Linked DNA regions of Sus scrofa: regions 2 and 3 are each linked to region 1. A link is a contact called in public HiChIP or PLAC-seq data. All regions are on one chromosome and are shown on one strand. The core of a region is the stretch at or near the end of the contact, and the rest is flanking DNA. Distances in the headings are between cores, read along the strand shown.

Region 1 (5,081 bases), core at 1,863-4,362:
ATGCTGCAGGTGCAGCCCTAGAAAGCAAATACATGTATATTTTAAACAAAGAAATACCACCTTATACTTTAGCCAAAAGCAAAGCTGAAGAAAATAATGGCTGTTACTGAGACTGAGTTTTTTGTTTGTTTGTTTTGGATTTTTTTTGGCCACGCACAAAGCATATGGAAGGAAGTTCCCAGGCCGGGGACTGACCCCTCACCTCAGCAGCAACTGAGCCACTGCAGAGACAATGCCAGATCCTTAACTGGCTGTGTGACAGCAGGAACTCTGAGATTTTTAAAAAGTTTTTCCTACTCTCTCTGAGTTATCATAGGTGCTATTGGACAGTTTTCTTAATGGAACCAAATCTTTTGTTTTTAATGACAGTATTTTTTAAGCATTCCTTTTTATTGATTTCTTTGTTGTAAAACAAAAACAAAAAACCCCCCTATCTCTACATTAGAAAAGGCTGTTGAGGAGTTCCTGTCATGGCTCAGCGGTTAGACCACCCGACTAGCATCCACGAGGACTGGGGTTCGATCCCTGGTCTCACTCAGTGGGTTAAGGAACCGGCGTTGCTTTGGCTGTGGTGGAGGCCAGCAGCTACAGCTCTGATTTGACCCCTAGCCTGGGAACCTCTGTATGCCATGGGAGTGGCCCTAAAAAGACAAAAAAACAAAACCAAAAAAAAACCACCAGGACATGGAGAACAATTTATTGAGCTTTGGGATTGAGGATCTAGTAAGGCAAAAAAACAGAGGGAGTAATAAACCCCAAATTTCAGGCTAACCGCTACCTCTGGGGAAAGAAAAAAGAAAAGGAGCTAGAAGGGCCTTGACCATTTCTAATCATTTACATCCTAGAAAGACAAGAGGAGGAAGGGGGGGGGTTTAAAATGTTAAGATGACAAAGACAGGTGGCAAGCATTTAGAAGCCACATTTTTCCCTTTGTCTTCTGTTTGCCTAAAAAATTTCATAGCTGTTCTTTCATAGTTGAAAATGGGCTTCTAATTTGGGGGAAGGGTTATATTGATGGCATATAAAACTAACTTCAGAGCCCAACAGAGACACACTGCCCAACATCAAAAATCCATATGTATCATAAGATAAATACATCCTACATGAGTATTAAGTAGAATCCAATTTAAGACAACTGTTCTGGCAGATTATTGAGTCCATTTTTCCCTTTGGTAAGGGAGAAGCACTAAGGAAAAAAAATGCATTCTAACTTTTAAAATCTAGGTGTTCCTAAATTTCCACTTAAAATGCACTCACTTCCAGAGTGATGGCTAGTACTTTAAAATCGTATCTCCCAAGCCTCCAATCTGTAGCTCCAACAATTCTGAGCTTCAAAATCCAAAGTTCCAATAATCTCTAGACAATGTCAGCAGAAAGTCACCTGTCAGTTCTCGATCACATTTCACCTACTACAAATAAATACATCCTTGATACTCAACCTCTTTTTCAAGTAACATCAAATGGAACAAAGTGAAGTCCAAAAAACTGCTAAATATTAAAAAACAGATCAGGGAGCTCCTGTCATGGCACAGTGAAAACAAGTCCAACTAGGAACCATGAGGTTGAGGGTTTGATCCCTGGCCTCGCTCAGTGGGTTAAGGATCCAGCATTGCCATGAGTTGTGGTGTATGTAGGTCAAAGATGTGGCTCGGATCTGGCATTTGCTGTGGCTCTGGTATAGGCCAGCAGCTACAGCTCTGATTAGAGCCCTAGCCTGGAAACCTCCATAAGCCACGGGTACGGCCCTAAAAAGCACAAAAAAATAAAAAAATTAAGTAAAACACAGATCAGGAATTCCCTGGTGGCTCAGCCAGTTAAGGATCTGGCATTGTCACTGCAGTGTCTCAGGCTGCTGATGTGGCATGGGCTCGATTCGTGGCCTAAGAACTTCCACATGCCTCAAGCGCGGCCAAAAAAATAAAAAGCAGATCATCTTCTAACTTGATGACAAACTTTCTTTCAACCCACACCCATCTAATTTTTTTTGGTTTACTTTTTATAAAGTGTGGAAAATGTCCAGCATAGAAGTAGAGTAAAACAGCAGAATAACCCCCAGGAATATAGCTTTTTTTTTGGGGGGGGGACCTCTTTAGGACCACACCCACAGCATATGGAGGTTCCTAGTCTAGGGGTCGAATCAAGAGCTGCGGTCGCCAACCTACACCACAGCCATAGCAATGCCAGGTCCGAGCCACATCTACGACCTACACCACAGCTCACAGCAACGCCGGATCCTTAACCCACTGAGGGAGCCCAGGGATTGAACCTGCGTCCTCAAGGATACCAGTCAGATTTGTTTCCTGCTGAGCCAGGACGGGACTCCCCCATGAATATAATTTAAACAATTACTAAAAATCTGTCATCTTGTTTCATTTACACTCACATTTTTTTCCTCAAGTATTTTAAAGCAAATCCCAGGGATCAGGTCAATTCATTAATAAATACTTTAAATGCCTCAATCGGCATCGCTAACAGATAAGAACTTTTACTTCTTGAAGGAAAGACAACAAAATCCATTCACAGTTCTCCATATTGTGTAGCATTCTGCACAACATGGATCACTCAACCGACAAAACACCGAAGCCTTCCTTCTACGTTCATCTTCCTAAAAGCCACCCAACAATAATGAAAAGCATTCATGACACAGAAATGGTAGCACCAAAAGCTATGAAATAAATTTAGAAAGGTCTCAGGGGTAAAATCACAATAGAACCTAAAATTAAGTTCCAGAACAAGTTTTCCCACTCCCAGTGGAATGCTCTGCCCATGTATTCAAATCTACTGAGGTCAGATATGCAGGAGAAGACACATCACATGAAGATCTCTGGCCCACAGTGTCTGGCATATAGTGGATATTCAATAAATATTTACTGCTGACTGATTCAAACTAAAGTCTAGTAAATGCCAACAGCAAGACTGCCCAAAACAAACTCAGAGACTTGTTTCAGGAACAATGCGATTACTGTATTGCTGCTGATCTGCAGGATTTTCCTCAAATAGAAGAAAAATGCTGCCACTTAATAGTAATTTGAATACAAACCACTAGGTGTCAGACGTGAGCCAAAATTTTCCGGCATTATAAACTACCAAGGCAAGAAAGGCTTTGGAGGGTGTTATTCATTCAACAAATATTTACTGAGCTTGTACAAAGTGCCAGGAGCTGATTACCCTGCAAGGAACAAAAGAGTCCTGGGATCTGTCTCCTGGAGTATTTGAAGTTTACGAAGCATCTTTTTTTTTTTTTTTCTCTGAAGTTTCAGGAATTTCACAAAGTATGTACCACGTGTGGATTCGCAGCCCTGCTCTTCCAGTTGTGCTAGATTTCTGGGCTCTCTGCAAACCCAGAAGCATTTGTTGCAGTGCTATACCCACGAGTTATCTTTTCACCTCTGACCTTACCACTGGCCAACCCCACAATTAAACCTGCCCCTCATCCTTCTCAGGCCCTTAAGTCCTCTCTGGCCTTCGAGACCATCAGCCTCCCTCAGAAATCACTCTGGCAATAGTGCAGCCAAATTCACCACAACCTCAACTTCCTTTCCCCTCTGACCTTCCAATGCATTCCATCTGCCAATGTCCCACTATGGAGAATTCCAACCAGACCCTTCATCTCTCTTGCTTCTTGGCCTGAGATTTCAGCTGAGTAAAACTGCGTAACCCGCTGCATTAGATTCCCAGTTCAGCTCAGGGCTTGACACGACTCACTAGAGTATTTTAATTCCATCCCCTCAAGGCTGCTGTCTCAAGCTTCTAATCACCTTCTTAGCCTTGCTCTGCCATCTTGATTTCTTCACATGATTGGATAACCTTATTGCTTACTTGACGCCATCCCAACTGCTGTGTTCTCATTTTTAAAAAAACCTCCGCCTACCCTTACTTCCCTTTGCTCTTTCTCAGGTGACGACCTGCCACCAGCGTTCTTTGGGACTTTGCTCCCCAACGGTCTCTTCCCAAGTGTAAAACTTCAGCCAAACTCTCTTCTCCTCTCCAGATCTGACAACACGCAAAAGCTTCTCAAACTTCAGAGTAAAATGTCACCCTTCCTGCCACACGGCTATCCTCTCTCTCATTCTCCATCCCCTCATTCTCAAACTTCTTGAAGAATAGTCTACACTCAGGTGCCCTCATTTCTTTTAATTCAGGGTTTCTCAGACACTGATGAGCACCCACCCCCGGGACAGGAGGGTGTGTGTGTGTGTGTGTGTGTGTGTGGTGTGTGTGTGTGTGTGTGTGTGTGTGTGTGTGTGTGTGTGTGTGTGTGTGTGTGTGTGTGTGTGTGTGTGTGTGTGTGTGTGTGTGTGTGTGTGTGTGTGTGTGTGTGTGTGTGTGTGTGTGTGTGGTGTGTGTGTGTGTGTGTGTGTGTGTGTGTGTGTGTGTGTGTGTGTCTCCCATCCATTCTCAGCTCTAATTTATGTCACAGCCCCTGATACTTGGTTTCCGGATCCCCTCTGCCCACAGCACTGGAACTGTTCTCCATAACTTTACAATTTGTTACTTCTCAGTCAAGTTCAACAGTATCCTTTAGTGCCCATCCTAACAATTCTCTCGGACAAATGACAAGTCATCCACCCTCCCCTAAAATGATCACCTCTTCATTAGCTAGCCATCAGCTCCCCGTGTTATCTTCCTACCCTCCAATACCCTGTTCTCAGATTTCCCTTCTGATTCTTCATTCTCTGACCAGCTCTTAGATGTGGCCTCCTTGGGGCTCTACCTTGAGGCTGTTCGTCTTCCTGCTGTCTGCGGATGGTGCTTTATTTGTGCACGGGGCTTGATGATAAGGCCCATCATCATATATGATGATGACTCCCCCAAGTCTGGATTCAATCCCACCTCTCTTTACGAGCTCCACACCCAGACGTGTAATGAGGAACAGTCTATTGGCATCAGAAATGTAACTCATCCCAAACGGAAGTCACGTCCCAGGGGAAGGAGGTGGATGTGCTTCCCTTCCAGCATCTATCTGCTCACCTCCGTCTCTCCACTCACTCGTGCCAGAAAAGCTAAGTCCAGTCCTCCATGAGTCATCTTTAACTGGGGACATAAATCCACTCCCAAGTCCTACCACCAAATCTGGGCAA
Region 2 (5,081 bases), core at 1,176-3,675, 310 kb after region 1:
TTGGATCTGGCATTGCTGTGGCTATGGCGTAGGCCGGCAGCTGTAACTCTGACTAGACCCCTCGCCTGGGAACCTCCATATGCGCAGGTGTGGCTCTAAAAAAGCAAAAAAAGAAAGAAAGAAAGAAAGAAAGAAAGAAAGAAAGAAAGAAAGAAAGCCAAACAAACAAACCCCAAACCAAAAAACTCCCCATGGTTGTTGCTGACAGTGCAGGTTGACTTCATTACAACACAGTGAGTTCTCTGGCATCACTTCTGGATGCCTTCTACTCCTTTCCCTGTAAGTTCATCTTTCCTACTTACTCCTTCAGAGTAAACTGAACAGTCTGTCCTGTCACTCCAACATTGCCCGCAATGTTATCCATTAATAGGGGTTCAGTAAGTGCTTGCCAAATGAATAAAGATTTTTTCCTATAAAATTTCTTGAAAGTCACCTAGCTGCAGTAAAGCTTTTTGATATATCAATAAACAAAACATCTATTTGTAAACTATCTTAACATTCAAATTCAGCATTCTATAGAAAATATAATCTGTCATTGGGTTACAGAGAGGAGGAGCTTTACCGTGTATACTATACAAGTTTCTCAACAAAAGTCCATTCAGCAATGGTTAATTTGAACACTTCTCATAAATTCTGCAACTACACCATATCTTATTTTGAATTACTATTTCCAAACTACTACTAGATTTTGAGAAACTAATGGAAGATAAAATAGGTATTGGTCTGGTTAAAAACAGATTCTTAGACTTAAAAATGAAAGGATCTGTCCACTTGGTGAAGATGTGATGCACCCCAAGTAATTACTTTAGTAATCTAGTAATTATTTTTTTTTAAATAATTGACAATTATATCTGAAACACCTTAAAGATTATCTACTTTATTTAGTTTGTTTTATAGGTGAGAAAACAAATGAAAATGTATTCATGGTCACAAAACCAATTGGCATCCTGTTTTGGGTTTTAATTTTTGTTGTTGTCTTTAATTTGTTTTAGTTTAGTGTTCTTTCAATGTGGCTCTGACTTGTATCAGGAAAAGAAGAAAGGTAAAAAACTGAAGATCCTAGGAGGAATGAGATTTTCTCTACCAGTTACCTTCTTTTCTCACCATAGATTTAAGTTCTAAGTCCCTACAAAGAAGAGTAACTGGGATGTCTACTCTGTGGTTATCTTTTTAAAATTTAGGCAATTTAAGGGGTTCTAACACCTATGTAAATATTTTAACTCATTTACATATTTTGGGTATCAACTCTTCATCAACTATTAGATTTTTAAAAAAGGCCTTAGAAACTATTTTTTCCATTTATTTCGTTTCACCAAAAACTGAGACTCCAAAACAAATAGAAATTTATATTTGACAATAATTTTGGGAAAAATAAGTATTATCCCTTTAGAGAAGGAGCAGTGGAGTAGTCATAAATAAAACAATGAACCCCTGAAACCAAAGATCAATATATCCTAACCCGGGATAACAAATGGTGATTTTTCTCTTTTCAACAATAGGAAATTTCAGGCTGTTATATACCACATCATACAGGGACAAGCAAACAAATTAAATACAATTACATACCGTATTAACAGGAGGCTAACAAAAGAAAATATTCCTCTTACAGTACTGGACCTCCCTGTCTGTGAATTGAGATGCTAAATACTTAGATTTTGCAACCTCTTCTTCAAGAAGCTGTCATCCAAGGCTACCTCACTAAAACAAAAATATATGTTATTTCTTTTCGAAAATCCTAGGACGCTGATGTAATCGTGAAATGGAACAATTATTTTCCCCATTCTTGTTTCAAGTGATGATCTTTGCTTACCCACATACCTAGGAGGCTGAGGAGGCTCCTTCCAGTCACTGGGTATGAGGTTATAAATGCTCTCAGAAGAGTACGTTGGATCCATGGCCACCAAATGATTCCTTAAAACTACTCAGCTTTTTTCTCACTATACCAATATCTCCATCCCTTTCTTCACTGCTCCCCCTTTCCTCTCCTACTCTCCTGCCTTCTCAAGGAACTAAGGCTTCTGTGTGTCACACAATTCCCCTTTGACCTCCTCTAAGCGGTCCTCTCTTGGGAAGAAAATAAAATAACTTTTCTATCACTCCTGGGATTGCTTAGCGTTGTTGACGGCGTGGTTGCCGTGGAAACAGTTACTAGGCAACGGGGAAGTGGCAGGCAGCACCGCAAACTAGGTTTCCTCTCTTCCTCCCTCTGCAGCTCCCTTCCTGTCACAGAAGATCAACATAAAAACCATTCTTTACATGTACCTTTGGGGAAAAAGGAGTGAAGAATGACGTCCCCTTAAAAATGTTGCTCTTTTCTGTCTCTGCGTTTGGAGAGAAAGATAAACTTTACCAGAGACAGTCCGGAAGCGACGCTGGTGAGCGGGCGTCACACAACACGCGCGGGCTCCAACCCGGAGGGGCGGGGCGAACGGCTGCGGCCACGCAGACGCACGTCCAACGTCGAGAGCGCGACGGGGGAGGTGAGGAGCCCGAGGCGCGGGTGGAGCACGCGTACCCAATGCCCGGCTGCTCGGGCCGTGGGCGTGGCCCGCAGACCCGGAGGTCGGCACGGGCGCAGGCGCGGAGGCCACAGCGCGCGGGCGGGGCGGGCCTAGCGAGGCCTGGGGTCTGGGCGGTGGGCCAGCACTGACGAGGGCCAGCGGTACGGGGCTGCGTCCCGAGGAGGCGGCACTAGCGGCTCCTTCCCATTTCCTTTCCTTTCTCCCGTCTTCTCAGTGTGGTTTTCTTGGTGAGTTATTTGAGAAGGAAGGGAAACTGTACACTCCAGTCCGTTCCCACCGCATGTCTTTTCCCCTCTGTTCCTTCGCCTTTCCACTGCTCGGTGGTGATCCCCACGCCGTGTCCGCGCTCACCTTCCCTACTGCCTCTGTCCCGGGCTCAGCCCTGACGCCACCTGTGCAAGCGCGCCCGCGCCCAGCCGTCCACCTGTCGCGCCCCTTCCTCCCCTCGACCACCTGCTTCCCTTTCTCCTGCGCCTCGCCCCTTCACCACCTCCTTAACTCTTGATCGGGCTTCTTTCTTCTCGTAGGTCTTGACTTTATTAGACGAACAGCCTAACCAAGAAGGAGAAGCCTTTTCAATGGGCACTTGGATTTTTGCCCCCCCCCCTTCCTTTGGTGTCCCTTTTAGAAAATGGCCTTAGAATCGGTTTATTCCTTTGGCACCATTTGATCTTCCATGAACCGACTTATACCAAAATGACTGCTGAAAGAAGCTGTTAGAAGCCTTTGCCTTCCAGAGGCTCTAAAAGACATTTTGGCAGTATGATTTGGGCCGGATGATAATGATTCTGAACCAAACTTGTAATAGGGGCCACTCTGCCCAAAGGGAGTAAGGATTCTCAAAGATAGAAAAGGCCAGTTTTGGTCGTCTTACTGCCAGGTGCTCGGTGGAGGGATCAAAACAGCATGGTGGCTTGGTTAACTTAGGCTATGCTGAATGTATCGTCTCTCTCAGTGAATTTAACTAGGTAAGAATAAATTTAGAATAAATTTCAGATAAATGGCACCTTGAAGATGGTGCTCATGTTCTTTACATCAGATTTTCTATTTTCCAAAACATTTTGTAAGGATACAGCCACTTTGCCCTTTTCCTTTACATTTTGAGTATTTTATGTTTTGGGGGTTTTTTGCTTAGCATTTATAGAGGAAACTTCTGTTCTCTTTGTATGCTAAGATTTGAATTAAGGACTCAGAATGATAATACCGTTAGCCAAGTGCATAGTCATTGCCCAAAGTTTATAAATTTTCTAATTAGAAGGAACATTTTAGGACTCTTTATGTTAATCAGTCCCTAAAAGAGCCAATAAGGACAAAGCGTGATTTCTCCAGTTAGTAAGCATCAACTGACCTTAGGTAGTCTTGACTTTACTAAATACAGTAATTTCACTGATGTCAGTATATTTATTGTGGTTTTAAAAATACAAAACAGGATTAAGGTCTCACACTGTGGTATATCTAGTGTACAGTCTTAATGCAGTTGTTAATCATCTGGAAAGGAACATTTTTTCCTTTAGATAATTGGTTTATAATTCTTCTTGCCTTTTGAAAGCATCTTTACAAAGAATAAATTTCTAATTTTTATAATTCCTTCAAAATGGCAATCCTGTTCAAGGAAATGCCACTGTCCAGTATTCCACAGGGAATTAGTATTGGTGTACCATCAGAATTAGTATTGGTGAACTTTTTCTGTACAGGGCTAGATGATACATATTTTAGGCCTTTGCAAGCCAGATGGTTTCTCTCAAAACTACCCAGCTCTACCATTATAACTCAATAGCAGCCAAAGACAATATTTAACAAACAAACAAATAAGTGAGCAAAGTTTAGTTCCCGTGAAACTTAATTAACAACAACGGGGGGTGGGGTGGGGTGGGGGAATAAATGGTTGTACATACAAATTAGATTTTTTCCTGAAGAATATTTTAATCTATGTAGATGAATAAAATGGGCAGAGTTGGGAATATAAGACAACTGAAAATAAATCCTTTCTAAAGCCATAGTCCTTACAAATTCCTTACGATATTTTTCTAAGTTAAAGAATTGTAGGAGTTCCCGTCGTGGCGCAGTGGTTAACGAATCCGACTAGGAACCATGAGGTTGCGGGTTCGATCCCTGACCTTGCTCAGTGGGTTAACGATCCGGCGTTGCCGTGAGCTGTGGTGTAGGTTGCAGACACAGCTCGGATCCCGCGTTGCTGTGGCTCTGGCGTAGGCCAATGGCTACAGCTCCGATTGGACCCCTAGCCTGGGAACCTCCATATGCCGCGGGAACGGCCCAAAGAAATAGCAAAAAGACAAAAAAAAAAAAAAAAAAAAAAGAATTGTAAAGGCTATATAAAATGTCTTGTGAATTAGATACTTGAGACCATTAAGAGAATATCTGACTTCAGACCAACACCAGGAAAGGCTTCGTCAGCTTTGATTCTAAGACAAATAAGAGTAGTGAACTTGATTTAAGATCCCTGTGATTACCACAGGGCACTGAAGTGTGGTCCTTCCACCTCCTCCACCTGGCTGTTTCAGTCAGCTGACTAACTGGAGGGCTTGTTAAGAGGATTTT
Region 3 (5,081 bases), core at 824-3,323, 270 kb after region 1:
TAGAAAGGCACGGAAACAGAGCAGAGTGGCAACATTTGATATTAGTTGAAGGAGACGATTGTCATTGGAGGAAAGAACAATATCATCATAACTTGCAGAAGAGGAGTCAGTAGCCTGGAATAAAATCTCAGAGACAACACTGGAGTCCTCTTGTGTGAAACACTCCTGATGGCCTATAGAAAATGCTAAGAATAAACACTGACAATTCTGCACAGAAAAGTGATAAAGACTAGTCTAGTTCTGAATGTAAAAACATTTTAGGATTACCTTAACCTTACATCACATATGGATACATAGGGGAAAAAATCTATCTAAAGTTGAAAAGAACTATTTCACCTAGTATAAAATAAAAATTCTGAGTGATAAAAAGCATTGTGACAGTTTATTTATTTGTTTGCTTTTTAGGGCCGCACCCACAATATATGGAAGGTCCCAGGCTAGGGGTTTAATCAGAGCTACAGCTGCCGGCCTATACCATAGCAACGCCAGATCCGAGCCTCATCTGTGACCTACACCACAGCTCATGGCAACACCAGATCCTTAATCCACTGAGGCCAAGGACTGAACCTGCAACCTCATGGTTCCTAGTTGGATTCATTTCTGCTGTACCATGACAGGAACTCCCATTGTGACAGACTGTTAAAAGAGTTTTTTTCTTAGTGGTACATAAAATGATACATTTTATTTATGATGACATCTTAGATTTAGTGAGATATGGGTATGTGAGAAGGATGAATAAGCAAAATATGATCTTAAGATCAACAGAAACATTCAACATGTGAGATGGAAGGGGGGTAAAAAACGTCATACTACATAAAACCCCATAAAAATATTGGTTAGCAAATATAATAATTTTGGAATTATTTTTCTCTGAAACATTTGAGTAAACTATTTTGAACATGTGAATTCTAATGTGACTTTTAAAAGAACGTCCCAATTTAAAATTGTTCTTTAAAAAAATCTATCTCAAGAAAATTAGCTTATGTGTATTTAAAGGGATCGTAATAATAAAATATCTAGAAGTTCCTATTGTGATGCAGTGAGTTAAGGATATGGCACTGCCATACTGCAGCTTGGATTTGATCCCTGGCCTGGGAACTTCCATATGTTGCGGGTGTGGCCAAAAAAAATAAAATATCAATCTGAACCATCACTATAATTAAGTGCCATTTACACGAAAAATATCTGAGTCCTAAAAAATACCCAAAGCATCAAATGATGAATCAATGCCAGATAATCACTTAAAATAAACTTACGTGATAATATTAGAAACACAGGGCTAAATGATGTTAGAGTAACACATTTTTTACAAAGAGGACTATTCTCTTTAAGGCCCTTGGCTTACATTTTTACTTTTTGAAAAATTTGCATTTTATCTAATTTTTTTTTTGTAAGTATAAGGGTCAACTGTCATCAACTTGTTTGGCTAATACCAAAATAACTAAAATTTTGAAGACTTGGAATCTTGGCACATTCTTATTTTTTAAATTATAAAATCCACTTAGAAGAAACAGAGTCTTTAAACTTTACTACTTGTATTTTAAATCCCCAAAGGGTGTGTCAAAGTGTTTTTTGAAAAGCTTTGGGTGCATTACAAAAGAACTACAGCAGTTTAATGATACAGCAAGAGAGTGATCCAAAGTCTAAGATAATGTTCTACTTTGAAGCCTAACTCACCATTGTTTTTACCACCCATACCCTATAAGGCCTTCGTGTTAGTGCTGGACACCATCTTACTGCGTGGGTGGCAGCTGCCTGTCATCTCAGTAATTTTGAAGAAAAGCCAGGGAATTTGTTTTAAAGTGTTTGTCCAGATGAAACCACATGTGGCCTCCAGGGTGCTCTGGGCCTGAAGCCTAGTCTGCTGGCTGTGTAGAACCATAGAGCTTACCCAGGAGAAAGTTTGACTGTCTCCTCAAAGCCAATAAAGATAAAAGGAACCTCTATGAGTCCAAAACAGTGCAGCTCACACATGTGGGAATTGCATAAGATTAAGGTTTGCCCTCTGTGTCGTCCTCAGAAAGGCTAGGAGAAGTAGAGAGGGAAGCAGTGAGCTGCTGGGTCCCTCTGTTGTGTTGTTTTCCTTGCTTAAAAGAAACTTTGAACCTTATTGGTGACTAGGGGACCTTGAGCACGTAATAGCAAACTGGTTATTATGTCCACTTAGGTGATGCAAGAGCCACATCACTGGAAGGAGATCCTATGAAAGGTAAGGCCTGGCAGGTGTCTGAGCCAGGCAAAGGTCCAGTTCCTTTTAATAGTCATCAACAGGGTGACAAAGGTTTGATAGGGAAGGTTCCTGGACAGGCTGGGAAGCTGTTGACCCTTGTTACTCTATGGCAAAACATTTGGTAAAATTGTCTCTTGTATTGCCACAGAAGGAAAACCACATGACTTAGCTACAGTCTGAAGGGGAACTGTTTGTAAAAACTTAGAATATTGTGGGGGGAGGGGAGTTGACTGTTCCTTGTTGCTTTTAACAAGATACTAAGAAAGAGAAGAATTTAGGCTTAGGTCCGGGAGTATAGTTTGTGCAGAAAGATGGGAGTGAATGGAGTAAAAAGGTTATTTGAACATGGCCTGCAGTCTACAGTTTATAAGTGTATAGGCTTCCACTGTTTCTCTAAGAAAGAGAAAAACACAAGACACAGGAATCGGTGGACTTGACACAGACTCCACCACTAGGAAGATGAAAGGAAATCTCAGACAGTGAATCTAGTTTGGGAATTCAACACGGCGAGGCTGAGGTCAGGGCAACGTCCCATATCCCTGGCCTCTCTTCCATCCAAGAGGAACACACAGGCAGAGTGAAAGTCAATAAAACCACTGCTTTCTTGATGGAACCTACAATACTGGCGCTGTGGGGCTGGTAATGAATGATGGGACAATAGAAAAGCTATTCCTTACCTGAGTGCTTACACTGACTATATGACACCTCTCTTGGCAAGAGTCTTCTGAGCCTCCCAGACATGAGAGAAGAAAACCACATATCTGTCAGATTGGAGTGATTCTCCCACAGACACATGTATCATTATTTCCATCTTACACACATATGCATAGAGTATTACTTGGAAAGATATATAAGAGGCTGGTTACAGTGGTTGCTTCTGGGAAGGGGGATTCAGTAGCTCTAGGAAAGGGGGTGTGAGGAAGACTTCTCCCTATTCACCTTTAGGCAGTTAGGAATTTCGAATTTCAGACCATGTCTATAAATTATCTATTCACACACACACAGCAAAATAAAAAATAGTTTCTAATAAAATTACAAGTGCACATACCTTCTGACCTAGTTATTTCATTCCTGGCAATGATTTTCTACTAATACAGCCAAATGTGCAAAATGATGTATGTTCAAGGTCACTTACTGCAGCATTGCTTTTAATGGCAAATATTGAAAACAAATTAAATCACTTCAATGCTTACAAATAGGGTGCTGGTAAATTATATTATATATACCCATACAATTTCACACCAAACATCCACAAATAGGAATGAAGAACACTGTGTATTGATAAAAAATGAGCTTATTGACTGAAAAAGGCAATTGTTATTGTGTGCTCTTTAGTTTTTAAAAAGTGAAATATATTTGTATACATAATATATATAATTAGGTGTATTTTGTGTGATATATATATATCCATCCATATATATCACATACGTATACATGTGTATCTCATATACATACACACACGTATAGGTATATATCCATTCATAATGAGACACCAAGGTGATCACATTCATGCTGTTGAATTTTGAGATTTATCACTCTACCCCAGGTCTCTTTTCTGACTCAAATATCTGTCTGAATTTCCCACTAGATGTCACAAAATTATTAAATACACGGCAAAAGTTATACTCTTGATCTCTTCACTGTAACTTCCTCCAATCTGCTCCTCCTTCATATTTTTCCAACTCAGACAGTGGCGCCTTCATTGCCCAGGTGATCTACTGCCCAGAAATGTGGTTGTCATCCCGAAACCTCTCTCTTCTTCCCCTCTCAATCCATCACCAAGTTACATTTTCACTTCTTAAATATTCCTGGAGGCCAACAGCTACTCTGTCTTCACTACCACGGTCTTGGTCTATGCCACCCTCTTCTTTACCTAGAGAACTATGATCATCTAATCTCCCCACACTCATTCATTCTTCCACTTCAATTCATGTAGCAAGTGATCATTAAAAATACTTTTTGGGAGTTCCCGCTGTGGCCCAGTGGAAATGAATCCAACTAGTATCCATGAGGATGTGGGTTTGATCTCTGGCCTTGCTCAGTGGATTAAGGATTCAACGTTGCTATGAGCTGTGGTGTAGGTTGCAGATGTGGCTCGGATCCCACCTTGCTGTGGCTGTGGTGTAGGCCAGTGGCTGTAGCTATGCTTCGACCCCTAGTCTAGGAACTTCTGTGTGCCACAGGTGCATCTCTAAAACAAGGCAAAGAAAAACCCAAACTTTTTGCATCATGCCATTTCTCTGCCTAAAACACACCAATGGATCCTGTTTCCCCCTTCAACTTCACTTTGTACCTTTCTCCTTCTCTAAGTAAACTCCAGCCTTCCTCCTATGGGTTGAGGGGTTCCTGCCCCATATCCTTTGCACTTTTTATTCTCTCTGCTTGGGTTTTTTTTCTTGCCATAATTTTTCTCTTTCCTGTCTCTCCCAACTTCTACTCATTTAGTCTATTTTAAAATCGGATCCTCAGAAATGCATCCCCTTAACTATAAAATCTGATTTAGGACCCCCTTGATATACCTTGGCTAAATGTCTCCTAATTTTTACATTTAAATCACTAATTTCAATTTCTAATTTTAAATGCATTTGTGGAGTTTCCGTCATGGCTCAGAAGAAATGAATTCGACTAGGAACCATGAGATCGCAGGTTTGATCCCTGGCCTGCTCAGTGGGTTAAGGATCCAGCCTTGCTGTGAGCTGTGGTGTAGGTTGCAGATGTGGCTTGGATCTGGCATTGCTGTGGCTGCGGTGTAGGCCAGTGGCTATAGCTCCCATGAGACGACTAGCCTGCGAACCTCCATATGCCACGAGTGTGCCCTAAAAAGAAAAAAAAAATGCATTTGTGTGATTAT

What was found. HiChIP or PLAC-seq counts read pairs in DNA pulled down with a chosen protein or histone mark.
Region 2: an H3K27ac HiChIP or PLAC-seq map of alveolar macrophages shows a contact between it and region 1. The contact joins the promoter of ENKUR here to the enhancer-like site in region 1. A contact is called at or near these places in 3 of 5 promoter capture datasets (fetal skeletal muscle and liver), 6 of 47 Hi-C or Micro-C datasets (brain, heart right ventricle, liver and 2 more) and 2 of 2 datasets of contacts at active chromatin or transcription factors (alveolar macrophages and skeletal muscle).
Region 3: an H3K27ac HiChIP or PLAC-seq map of alveolar macrophages shows a contact between it and region 1. The contact joins two enhancer-like sites. A contact is called at or near these places in 9 of 47 Hi-C or Micro-C datasets (alveolar macrophages, embryonic fibroblasts, liver and 5 more) and 2 of 2 datasets of contacts at active chromatin or transcription factors (alveolar macrophages and skeletal muscle).

The regions. Positions count from the first base shown.
Region 1 is chr10:50,615,557-50,620,637 of Sscrofa11.1, reverse strand. The region is part of intron 4 of ARHGAP21 (rho GTPase-activating protein 21); the gene reads right to left. Among named protein-coding and RNA genes, the nearest start is that of ARHGAP21, 77 kb to the right of the region's middle. Within about 2 kb of position 3,112, at least 26 of the 83 cell types and tissues checked have an H3K27ac peak or open chromatin away from gene starts, as enhancers often do. A contact at or near this core is called in alveolar macrophages, where this site is marked.
Region 2 is chr10:50,307,953-50,313,033 of Sscrofa11.1, reverse strand. It overlaps ENKUR (enkurin), which reads right to left and starts at 2,425. Exons shown (of 6, transcript XR_002336356.1): 1 at 1,819-2,425. THNSL1 (threonine synthase-like 1) reads left to right here and starts at 2,450. Exons shown (of 2, transcript XM_021064910.1): 1 at 2,450-2,480.
Region 3 is chr10:50,342,728-50,347,808 of Sscrofa11.1, reverse strand. The region is part of intron 4 of ENKUR (enkurin); the gene reads right to left. Among named protein-coding and RNA genes, the nearest start is that of PRTFDC1, 20 kb to the left of the region's middle. Within about 2 kb of position 2,073, at least 20 of the 83 cell types and tissues checked have an H3K27ac peak or open chromatin away from gene starts, as enhancers often do. A contact at or near this core is called in alveolar macrophages, where this site is marked.